2 separate regions of the Mus musculus genome follow, and region 1 is linked to region 2. Evidence: chromatin contacts called from public promoter capture Hi-C data. All regions are on one chromosome and are shown on one strand. The core of a region is the stretch at or near the end of the contact, and the rest is flanking DNA. Distances in the headings are between cores, read along the strand shown. Region 1 holds the start of Ccni (cyclin I). Region 2 holds the start of Cxcl1 (chemokine (C-X-C motif) ligand 1).

Region 1 (5,913 bases), core at 1,854-4,353, 2.3 Mb after region 2:
AATCAATTGAGAATTAGTATTAAGAAGTTGAGGCTTAAATGCAGCTTTAACTGAATTGGATCCTGTATAAAAACAAGGCAATTTTCAGGAGCATTACCTAAAGAGGTACTGACTGCAGGCCTCAGAACTACATTTACTAAATTTAACTGTGCTGTGATTCTGAATGGAAACACTCCTATCCATAGGGTACAGAGTCCAGGAGTATACACCACATTCACAAGACTATAAAATGGGCAAAAACTTAAATATGCATAGAATTAAGTTGTAAATTATTTGTCAATATTGTAGGAGAAACATTTTTACACTCCTTTAAGACAGCTGCTCACAGGTAGCAGGGAATTCAGTTTTTGCTCCTTTTACAGAAAACTTACAGGTCTATCCTCTAACATATAAGAGATTTAAGCTAAATGAATAAGGAATTTTGCTAACATAAACCCTTAAAAGTGTCATGAGAACTTTCCTGTTATGTAGCCCAGGCCAGCCCTGAATGCCCCACCTCAGCCTCTCAGGACAACTCTTATTTTAATGATAGAATTTTATTGTTTCTTGTTCATCTTTACCCACTATTAGTTACATGCACAAATGTGAATTATCTTTTTAGTCTCTAAAAACAAAAGGGCTATAGAGGTTGGGCATCCCTTATATAATGTGTCCAATTTTTTCATATATTGTATGTGTGGTTTTAGAATATTTACATATACATAATTAGAAGGGAATCCAATATAAATATGAAATCCATATATACCTATATATATGCCAGATAATTTTCTATAATTTAAAAATAATTTTTCACTTGTGAACTTATGAAATTACTTTCCACAAATTTAGGGTGCTCAATTTGATTTTTGCTTGGCATATTCTAAATGAACTGTTAAACTTTAAATTTTCCTTAACATTTAAAATAGCTTTACATATTCCTCCCATTGTCTCAAATACTTCTATACTGTTCATGCTTATTAAAAGGCTTAGATTTTGCATTAACAAGCTAGCATAATGCTTACCTTACATCAAACTGTACTACCAACATACATCCAGGACCCCCTGATCTTAAGAGTGGAACACAATGCCGGTAAACAACCACATTAATAGCAAGCTTCATCAATACATAATTATCCTATTATGGTGATCACAATGCCAACTCTATTAATAATCCTGTACTGACTGTTGACTTCTGGTCCTTCCTTCCTTTTCTGAACAGAGAAGATCAATGTGAGCCTTTAAGGTTTTTGTAGCTACTATTCCCTCCTTGACTTTATGAACCAGCAATACCGGGTCATAGGCGATCCCACATCACCGTCTAGAATTGTGCAGAAACACACTACCCTGCCTTTCTGTATCCATACTTGGACATAATCCTGCCTTTGTATGTAATTACTGTCATGACCATTGCTAGACCTGCTTTCTCAACTAATCATGAGTATCTTTACCACTAACAGTTTCCAAACTTTAGCACTGTACCTCCCTGCCCCCCAAATCACAGCTTACCCTTGTCAGGTGCTTATCAATAGCCCTCAATGCTTTGCTACTACTTGGCTAGCTATTGTTCATATTACTCTAAGTAATCCTTGTTTAACCCTATGATGGTGGAATTACTAAATCCATTTAAAAGATGAACAAACACACAGGTAGGTTGAATACTCTTAATTTTTAAGAATTACTTGACCAGAATAAACAAATACTCTTGGCTTTTAACCTAACCCTTTTTTTAACCCCTTTTAAGACAGGGTACATACATATATGTATGTGTGTGTATGTCTCCATCCCTAGCTGTCCAGAAAGTTTCTAGGTTTACCAGGCTGCTGTTCAAACACTCAATGGCTCTTCACTGACAAAGTGAAACGTAAGTATTTTACTTTGCTATTCTAAGACCTTCAGTTGATCCATTTACCTCGTTGATCTATTTACCTCACACTTTCCACGAATTTACTACACAATGTTCAACTTCTGCCTAAATGACCTGCGGTGGAGCAGGCTAACTCTGCAGAGAGCATTTAGCTCTTGCAAAATTCGGCATTTTTCTGTCCTTTATGATGCAACTCAGTTCCCTCACCTCTCTAGTTTCCTCCACCGGCCCAAGCCCTAGACGACGTTACACTCCCGCGCGCGGTGTGTGGGTGGCGGGGGGGGGGGGGGGTAGGGCAGAGGAAGATAACTATTGGCTTGACATTCACAATACTCTGCCCGGTAAATTATGTTCGGTGGTCACGAGGGATCGGTGGCTTCTGTGGGTGGGGGTGTGTCACCTTCTTTATTAGCACTGGCTCGCGGAGCCTGGAACTGGCACCCCAGTCGGTGACGGGCTGTGGCTACAAGTTACTTGGGGACCAAAAAAAAAAAAAAAAAAGAAAAAAAGGCCGGGCTCAAAGGAAACCCACGCAGCGCTGCCAGAGACGGCGAGGGGGTCCCCGAGGTGCCCAGGAAAGGTTCGCCGAGGGGACCGGTCCTCGGGGGAGCGGCGCGCGCCCCCGCGAGCTCCCACTCCAGCGGCGCGCACGGCGACCGCGCCGCGCCCCCGCCCTCACCTTCTTCTTCTCCTCCTCTTCCTCCTCCTCCTCCTCCCCGGCAGAGCTGTAGGCCTCACAGTGGTGACGCGGGGTCATCCGGGGGCCCGTTACCACCTCATGATCCTCGGCGCGCGGCAGCGGGGCGCGCGGGACCAGGGCCGGGCCGTCTGAGGAGGGAGAAGAGGGCAAACCGGGCCGGCGGGCGCGGGTACTCGGGCGGGACGCACGGCTGCGGCCGAGGGGTCACTCAGCGAACTAGTTCCATGATGACCCTGGGCCCGAGGCCGCCGCCGCCGGTCCCGCTCCTCCGACCGCCGCCGCTGGTGCCCGGGTGAGGAGGGGGCGCCCTCTCGCCATAGGGCGGCGGGGGCCGGGGAGAGGCGCGGGGTGAGGCCGGCTCTGCCCCTGCCCGAGGGAAACGCCTCCGAGGGGAAATGGTGGAAGGGGGGAAGGGGAAAAAAGAAAAGAAAAGGAAGGGGAAAGGGGGAGAAAATAAGAAAAAGCGAGACAGAGGCGCTGGCGCGTCCGCTCGCGGGGGAAGGCTGGGGAGGGAGGAGCGTACGAAAAAGCGCCGGCCGCCTAGCCCCGCCCTCGCGGACTGATTTCGGCCGCGCGTGTCTGTAAACAACGCCAGTGTTCTCGTCTCTTCCTGGCCACCTCCGGTGTCCCACGGACGCATAGGAGAGTTTGAACAAAGACGAACTTCCGTGTCTTATGGACGCACAGGAGAGTTTGAACAAAGACGAGCTTCCGGAGACGACCTGGGGAAGGCGCTGGGACTGGGATGAAAAGGGAAAGTGCATTTTGTGTGCACAAAGAGAAGGAAAGGTGCGCGGACTCTTTTTCCTCGGGCGCGCGGAAGAACCCCCGCCGCCTGTTCGGTGACGTAAGAGGCTTGTTAGCCGAGGAGGCGTGCAGTGGCCGGAGAGTGTGCTGCGCATGCGCCTCTGGAAAGAAAGGAGCCTAGCCTCAGGGAAGGGTTTCTGGGTGAGCGCCTGCGCCCAACCTAGAGTCTCCCAGTGTTTCCCAGCCCAACTTGTCCTTAGCCCTCCTGAACGAATTTATTAGACGTGGATGGAGATCTTTTGTGTAAAGATCACATTCTTTGTTGACCTTACGCAAAATTATGTTGTCCCGTTCCTATTAGTGAGTAAGGACATGCATCTTTTTAACCATCCTGTGGGTGATGGGAGACTGAAGCACTTTAGAATTAAGAAAATTAAGGGGATCATATCCTGCGTGCTTAAGGCTACTTGTAAAAACAGTGGATTAGACTACTGACGGCTTGGCTGTGCGCCAATGGAATTCTAGTCATGAGCCAGTATGTCTAGTATTTCAGGGTCCTGTTTATCACTAACTAGGTCCTTAACGAATGTGAACTAAATGTGTTTTATTTACTTGAGTACTTTTTACTCCAGTTGGTAAATTTTGCAAATCTTACAATGGTTCTACTTATGAAAAGAATGCAGATAGCTTTGGGAAGAAGGGGAGACCTGGAACTTAACCATTTACCTAGTCAAGCATTCATTTTACATCACTGGAAAAAAACAAAAACAAAAACAAAAAAAAAACCCGATCAGGTTTTTACAGAACTGGAATTAGCTTGAAAACAAAAGGCTCCTGTCTTCAAGGAGTTTGCAACTCAGGCACAGAGATACCCATTGATCACTGTATGAAATTACCCAAAAGACTGTTTTACTCTATAGCCATCCCCTCCCCATATGAACTCATGGATGGCCTGGATCTTGTATAGTTTGTTTTATACTGCATTTCTGTATGTGAAAGGCTCTCAGTATTTGATTTCTGACCTCATAAACAAGTGTCAGTAGCAGAAGGATTAAGATGGAAAATTTCAGACCAGTGTGGAAACGCCTTTAACCTGCTCTGGGCTCTCAGTAAAGGTTTCTCTGAGGAAGTGACATTTAAGATGAGTCTTGAAACCACTGGGCAAAGAAAAATATAGGCACAGGAAGCAACATATGGAAAGCACTGAAGCTTACATTGCCTCTGAGACTCAAGGGGCAGAAAGCTGAGGTCAGAGAGGATTCTATAGGGCACAGCGGGGCTCAGGAAGCACTGGAGGGTTTTAAGTAGGTTCTACGTGTGCCTGCATTTCCCACCCCCATCTAGTCTTTTTCTGTATTGTTACACGTTCTTTTTTTTTTTTTTAATATGACCAACATTTTTTTTTCCTGGATAAAAGTCTCAAGAGTATGGCCTTTCTGCATAACTTATCGTGGCACAACTATTGTGACACCGTGGAATCGTTTCTGCCTCTCATTTCTTCAAGGAAGACTGGGTAAGAGTGTAGCACAGCAGTAGTGGCCGTGTGTATGTGTGTGTGTGTGTGAATTCATATATATGGGAGCTGGATAGATGATTCATTAGTTAAGGGCAAGTACAAGACCCAAGTTACAGTGGCTCACAGTGATTCACTCCTAGTCATCTGATCCCCTCTTCTGAACTCCATCGGGACCTGCAGTACGCAGGTGCATAGCTCCCATGCACATATATACACATAATTAAAAATAAAATATGCATTCTTAAAAAGAAGTTCTATGTGGATGGTCACAGAAGCATTGTTCATAAGAGGTAAAAGATAAAGCAACAGAAAGTGGTTTCTCAGCTGCCTGGTGTTACGTGTATATCTCCATATCTTACCGTGGATTAAATGGCCACTAGCATTCATGAACTTCAAAAAAAAAGTTTATAATTAAGTGAGAGCTCTTAAATACTCCTGGTTATGTTTCATTGGCTTAACTCTTATATCAAACAACTTGGCAAAATAGTCATCAAAAGCCATAAGAATGTAAGTCCTGCTGGATGCAGAAATAACCTCAAAGGAGGTTACGCATGGAGATACTAGATGACTCTTTTCCCATTTTTCCCAGTAGCAGCTTTATTGACACGTAAACTATCCATTTAAAGCATGTGGTTCACCTCGCTGAGCACTCATCATCACAATCCATTTCAGAACATTTTCATCACCTTGAAAATAAACCTAGCATCCTTCCCGAATCACCTGCCAGTGCTGTGCCCACCCCAGCCCAAAGCCATGTGAGTTCCTTCCTCCGTAGACCTGTGTATTTGGGACATTCCCTGAAATAGGCCTTCTGTGATGGTGTGTCTTCTAGAAACCAGTGTCAGTTGTCTAAAGAAAAATATATTCTTCACTATTTTAAAAAAATTTAACCTTTTATTTTATGTGAATGGGTGTTCTGTTCTACAGCATGTGTTGTCTAGACATCCTGCATGTGTTTGGATCCCTGGTATTTATGCACTGTTGGGAGCTGCCATGCGGGTGCTGGGAATTGAACCCAGGTCATCTGGAAGAGCATCCAGAGCTCTCAACCCCCGAACCATCTCTCAACCCACCACCACTCATTCGTTAAACATTGGTTCGGGATCT
Region 2 (6,330 bases), core at 932-3,431:
TGTATAAAATGTTATTTTTTAGTTTCAATAATTTCATATCTTACTGGTTTGCTTTAGTTAACATTACTTTCAGTAACTTTTACTTGAAGGATACTTTACAGATGTTAAGTGGTTGTATTTTTATATTAGTTCTATGAGGGACATTTTTGAGACTTAATAAAGATTGGAAATGTTTTACATTGACTGTGTACATTCACTCATCCACTTGAGTGTGGATGCGCATATGTTAGTACAGGGGCCGGCTGAGGCATCAGGCGTTAGCTGTCCCTGGAGCTGGAATTACAGATGATTGGGAATTGCCTGATAATTGAACTTACCTCTTTTGCAAGAACAGAACATGCTCTTAGCTGCTGAGCCATTCCTCCAGCCCTAGTGAGCTTCTATTTTTAAGACATGACTCCAGTAGGTTGTTCTGTGATTTGCAGCTTGTATATATCAGCGGCATCCAGCTATAGTAAAACAAGGAGGAATTCTCTTATCACGGTACCCTTCAAAACAGCTAATCTTAGGAAGTTTGGAAACAGGTGTAGTGCTTGGTGAAGGACTCTCCTGTGCAGATGGCTACCATTTCCTTGCAGAGACCTCAGGGAAGAAGGGAGTAAGACTCAGCACAGATGACCTCTGAACTCTCATGGGGCATTAATCCTAATCTGAGTACCCCACCTTTATGATCATTCAATTTGTTGCCAATAAAGTTGTAGAGTACCACGTCTCTTCCTTTATTTGGTAGCTATTTGCAAAATGCTTAAATAGCACCCGGATGCTAGCACATTTCATCTTAGTATATCAGCTCTGTGAAGCAAATGCTACTATTGGCTTTCTTTTACAGATGAGAAACATACTTGAGGTTGGAGAGATTGCCAGTGACCATTGCGTGGGGACTCGTTGAAGCTGAAGTTTTAATCCTAATAGTCAGGCTGCCTCTGTAGCTCCACATGTAGAGTACACCCAGACCAAGGGTTTCTTACATGATAGCTCCAGTTCTCCCTCACAGAGACATAGAATCAATGGATGTTCAGCTAGGATCTACATTCAAATACCAACAATGACAAAAACAAACACAAACAAACAAACAACAATAACGACAACAATCTGGAGACCTAAGACTGCATTCAGGCAGATTCTGAAATTGTTTAAATAGAGAGCAACAAATATGTCAGTAATTATCTAAGTCTGGTGTATTGGCTCCTGAGTCTAAGAAGCACTTGGAAGGTGGGAGGAGAAGGCTTGGAAGTTCAATAGCTAGTTCTAGGTAACCCTGAGTAGTAATTAATAATAATAATAATAATAATAATAATAATAATAATAATATTCAAAGACTCAGTTTTACAATACAGATAGATTCAGATAGCATGAAAATAGTTGTACAAGTAGACTAATAGTTATATAAAGCCATAGCCCTTTGCTGTTAGACTGGTGCTTGTGACATCTGTGGCCTTTTATATCTAGGAACCCCCTCCTCAGCCCAGAAAAAAACCCACAGCTTTCCCGTGGACTTTCCTTAGTCAAAACAAAATATGACCTGCTATACAGCAGGGTAGGGATGCTTCAGGAACCACACCGGGAGTTCGGACTTTCGGGAAGTTCCCAAGCTCAAAAAACAAAGAGGAGATTGCTACAGCATTCTAAAATAAACAGGGACCTAACCTTGACAGTGATCTTTCTCCTCACCCTCTTCACATGCCTCCCTGATACAAACCACCAACTGTGATTTACCACAAAAACAGTTGGCAAAAGCAAACCACCTCACGTGGGATAAGAGAGGGTAGATGTCTTTTTAAAGAATGCGTTAATCTGCCACACTCAAAAAACAAGACAAGCTTCCATCCCCGCAAATCACTGTAGTACACCAAGTGGAATCCTAGGTGGCGTGGCGCCCACGTGCACATAACGCGTGTGACCCACCTCGCCCTGAGCACTGGAGACTCTGAAGTCTCACTACTCCTCCCCCCCCCAACCCCCCAGCCGTCACTTGTCCAGCGAAGCACGTCACTCCCTCCCCTTTGGGACTTTGGGGCAAAAAGCAAAAATCCCAGAGTCTAATCCTTGGGAGTGGAGCAAGGGGGAGGAGCGATGTCCTTTCCGGTTGCAGGGAAACACCCTGTACTCCGGGAATTTCCCTGGCCCGGAGCTCTGGAGTTTCGAGCATAAAAGGGGCTCGCGGGAGCCCTAGAGCTCCACAACAGGACTCAGAGCCTCTAACCAGTTCCAGCACTCCAGACTCCAGCCACACTCCAACACAGCACCATGATCCCAGCCACCCGCTCGCTTCTCTGTGCAGCGCTGCTGCTGCTGGCCACCAGCCGCCTGGCCACAGGTAGGTCTCGCCACTGCCACTGGGGGAGGAGGGACCTCTGGTGAGCGCAGCCTCCCACAGTCCCGCTGACCAAGAGTCTTCTCCCATAGGGGCGCCTATCGCCAATGAGCTGCGCTGTCAGTGCCTGCAGACCATGGCTGGGATTCACCTCAAGAACATCCAGAGCTTGAAGGTGTTGCCCTCAGGGCCCCACTGCACCCAAACCGAAGTCATGTGAGTATCTTCCCGGTTAGCTTCTGCCACTTCCAGACTCGCCCAAACCCTCCCGCGCCCCCACACTTCTCCTAGTGGGAATGCCTAACATGTGGGTCTATCCTTCTCTCTGCAGAGCCACACTCAAGAATGGTCGCGAGGCTTGCCTTGACCCTGAAGCTCCCTTGGTTCAGAAAATTGTCCAAAAGATGCTAAAGTGAGTTGTGACTTGTGTTTGTACCCGAGACTAGAGTCAAGGGTGGGAGTACTGGCATATGACCCCTGAACGTTAATTCTATCAAGGAAAGTCTGTGTTTATCAGGAGGTCGGAAAGTTGTGGTTATTATTTTGGTAATTGACCTTAATTTGAGATCATTAATTGGTTCTGATGCTAGAGAATTGTGTCCTCTTGGACACAATTACTATTGTATATTACACAATTACTATTGTGTATAATTATTACCACACTCAAAACCCCTATGCAAATGGTCAGTGGCAACAGTTCCTAAAAGATGGAGAAGTCGCCAATAGCCTTTAAAAGTCTCCTTAGGGGCTGGCAAAGCATGCCCGAGCCTTCTTTTGCCAGTGAGATTTCCCTGAGTTCAAGGCTAAGGTCTCTGTGAATGTTACATAATTTATTGAATTTAAGCCAAGTAGGGGAGATAATAGCAGCTATATCACAGAGTTGTGAGTGAGAGAGGATTAAAGTCACACTTGTAAATTAACCCATGCTGAAGTAGGTTTTTGTTTGTTTGTTTTTGTTTTTGTTTGTTTTTGTTTTCCAAGTCAAGTGATTGACTCCACAGGAACCGACAGTACAGAACTCTGGGTGCAAGTGTAGACATGTAGAAAGCCCATCTGGAGCCTCAGGGGCTGGAATAAAAGAAGAAAGGCTTTGATGACTATTTGTAACAATGACTCTTTTCTGATTGCAGAGGTGTCCCCAAGTAACGGAGAAAGAAGACAGACTGCTCTGATGGCACCTGTCTGGTGAACGCTGGCTTCTGACAACACTATACAATTTCTTTTGAGGGTCCTATTTATTTATGTATTTATTTATTCCACAAAGTGTGTGGTTTTTATTTTACATTAATATTTAACAGTGTGGATACATTTCATCGATGGTAGTTCAGTTCTGCTTGTTCAGTTTAAAGATGGGTAGGCTTAAAATATTTCATTAAACTAATATTTATTGGGAGACCACTAAGTGTCAACCACTGTGCTAGTAGAAGGGTGTTGTGCGAAAAGAAGTGCAGAGAGATAGAGTTTAGTATTATGTTTTGTATGTATTAGGGTGAGGACATGTGTGGGAGGCTGTGTTTGTATGTCTTGAAAAGAATGTCAGTTATTTATTGAAAGTCGTCTTTCATATTGTATGGTCAACACGCACGTGTTGACGCTTCCCTTGGACATTTTGTGTCTAGTTGGTAGGGCATAATGCCCTTTTACATTCTTTAACCCTGTTTCTCCTGGTCTCGTCTCGCTCGGGACAGAGACGTTCAAAGGACTGTTACAAATGAAGTAAAAATAAAAGTTTTATTAAAAAAAATAACATGGGTGCTTTTTGTCTTATTCTTCTTGACATGGTGGTTTGTAGTTAATCTTGTACCTATGATGGCTGGAATTTCTTATGACTTGCATACTTGAGGAGGAGCAATTGCTACCCCTGAAAAACACATTCTATGATTCCCCAACTTTCTTGATAATTTCTAGCTCTACACTGACCAATTTTTTTACTCAAAAAAAAGTTCCTTTTTTTAAAAAAATACCTTTGCTGTTATTATTGTTTAATTTTGAGAGAGGGATTGTCTACGGCCAGACCACCCTGAACGAGCTCGATCTCCTCTTATCTCAGAAGCTAAGCAGGATCGGGCCTGGTTAGGACTTGAACGGGATAGAGGGGTCGTGCAAAGCTGTCTAGACTGGCTTTGAACTCTCAGTCCTTCCTCTGCAGGCTCCCTGCACGCCAGGATTACAGTTATGCAGAGTGGATACACCTGGCTCTGAAATTCTTGACAAACTCTTGAAGTCTTATAAACACGGTAACAAGCCCTTTGGTATGTGGGTCTTCCAAACTGTGTAATTATCTTTCCTTTTTGATGAGGTTGGTGACCAGAAGTGAACAAGTGGATTCTTTCTATGGACTTTAAAGCTTTATGTTAAAAATGCTAATAAAAGTAATGGCGTATACAGGTAAATACACACTGTGAAGTAAAATACGTGGTTTAAGGAAGCAGAATGAGAGCTACTGAGAGGTATGGCTTCAAAATATACCATGTTTTATCAATGGGTCACATATTAAGGAAAATATAATCAGGTAAGAATGTAAGGCATGGTGGTGCACACCTTTAATGCCAGCACTCAGGAGACAGAGGCAGGTGGATTTCTGAGTTTGAGGCCAGCCTGGTCTACAGAGTGAGTTCCAGGACAGCCTGGGCTATATAGAGAAACCCCGTCTCAAAAAACAAAACAAAACAAAAAACAAAACAAAACAAAAAACAAAAAAGGATGTATATTAGGATACCTAAGTGATACTTTAGAAGAAAAGGGAAAGTTTAGAACTTGAAAAATATGAAAGGCAGATAAAATAGGAAAAAAGAAATGACCTCAACCATGCATGTAAAATCCTGAAGAGATAACCTGAGGAGTGTCTGGGGAATCCAACAGAAAATTCCCAAAGGTCAGGCTTAATTTCTCAACCCATGGCACCCTGAGCTGGGTTGCTGGCTTGCTGTCATAGAAGACCTGAGAAAAGCAATGCATTGCAGAAAGTTTACGAGCCCAAAACCTTACCACGTGATCAACATGAATCTCACCAGTCAGAGCTTTCGAATGACTGCGGACTGCGGTGCAGCTGCTGACAGAAAAGAGGATGGGAGAGAGAAGGGCTCGTCAGTCACATGGGTTCTCTTCCTCCTAATCCAGAGTCCCAGAGCATGCAAGAGAGTGGCACATAGATTCGAATTTGAGGAAGGAACATTCCTCAAAATATCCAACAAGCACACACTTCAAAATTGTCTATCTGAGGGAAAAACAAGACACACTCGAAGACATATACAGATAACAGAAGACAGAGAGATATGAGAGCCAGACACAATAATGTGATGCATTGAAGTCCGGAATAGGGGAAAAAAAAAGACATGGATGGAATACTGGTGGACTTTGAATAAGGACTGAGTTTAGTGAACAGCAGTGCACTGAGAACAGTCTCTTGGTTTTGATAAAAACCTCTGTAACTATGTTGACAATATAAGACACAGAATGAAAATTCAAACAGAGGAGCTTTCTTCCACATAAATATTTTCTAATTCTAAAATTATCCTCAATTTAAATTTCAAATTTTCAGCATGATTTTGGAAAATGTACAGTAAGTAAAAACAACTAGGGGATAGACTTTTTAATACAACGGAAATAAAGTTACAACAAACTTAAATGGAACTAACAAATAACCCAATTTTAAAAATGGGGTACAGAGCTAAACAGAGAGTTCACAACTGAGGGATCTCAAACGGCCGGGGAGCACTTAAAGACATGTTCAAAGTCGTTAGTCGTCAGGGAGATACAAATCAAAATGTCCCTGAGGTTCCACCTCACACCAGTCAGAATGGCTAAGATCAAAACCTCAGGTGACAGCAGATGCTGGGGAGGATGGGGTGGGATGTGCTTATCATTGGTGGGATTCCAAACTGGTATAACCACTCCAGGAATCAATCTGGCAGTTCCTGAGAAAATTACAAATAGCCCTACTAAAGACCCAGCTATACCACTCCTGGGCATATACCCAAAGGATGCCTCACCATGCCAGAGGGACACGTGCTCCA

The links. Capture Hi-C pulls out chosen DNA fragments and counts their contacts.
Region 1: a contact with region 2 is called in a promoter capture Hi-C map of liver, with 4 times the contacts expected there. The contact joins the promoter of Ccni here to the promoter of Cxcl1 in region 2. A contact is called at or near these places in 2 of 9 other capture datasets (adipose tissue and liver).

Annotation. Positions count from the first base shown.
Region 1 is chr5:93,203,392-93,209,304 of GRCm38.p6, forward strand. It overlaps Ccni (cyclin I), which reads right to left and starts at 3,104. Exons shown (of 7, transcript NM_017367.3): 1 at 2,523-3,104. 2010109A12Rik (RIKEN cDNA 2010109A12 gene) reads left to right here and starts at 3,127. Exons shown (of 3, transcript NM_029363.1): 1 at 3,127-3,332; 2 at 4,708-4,803. The coding sequence starts at 3,289.
Region 2 is chr5:90,889,064-90,895,393 of GRCm38.p6, forward strand. Cxcl1 (chemokine (C-X-C motif) ligand 1) reads left to right here and starts at 2,182. Exons shown (of 4, transcript NM_008176.3): 1 at 2,182-2,317; 2 at 2,407-2,530; 3 at 2,646-2,726; 4 at 3,445-4,058. The coding sequence starts at 2,248. The coding sequence ends at 3,460.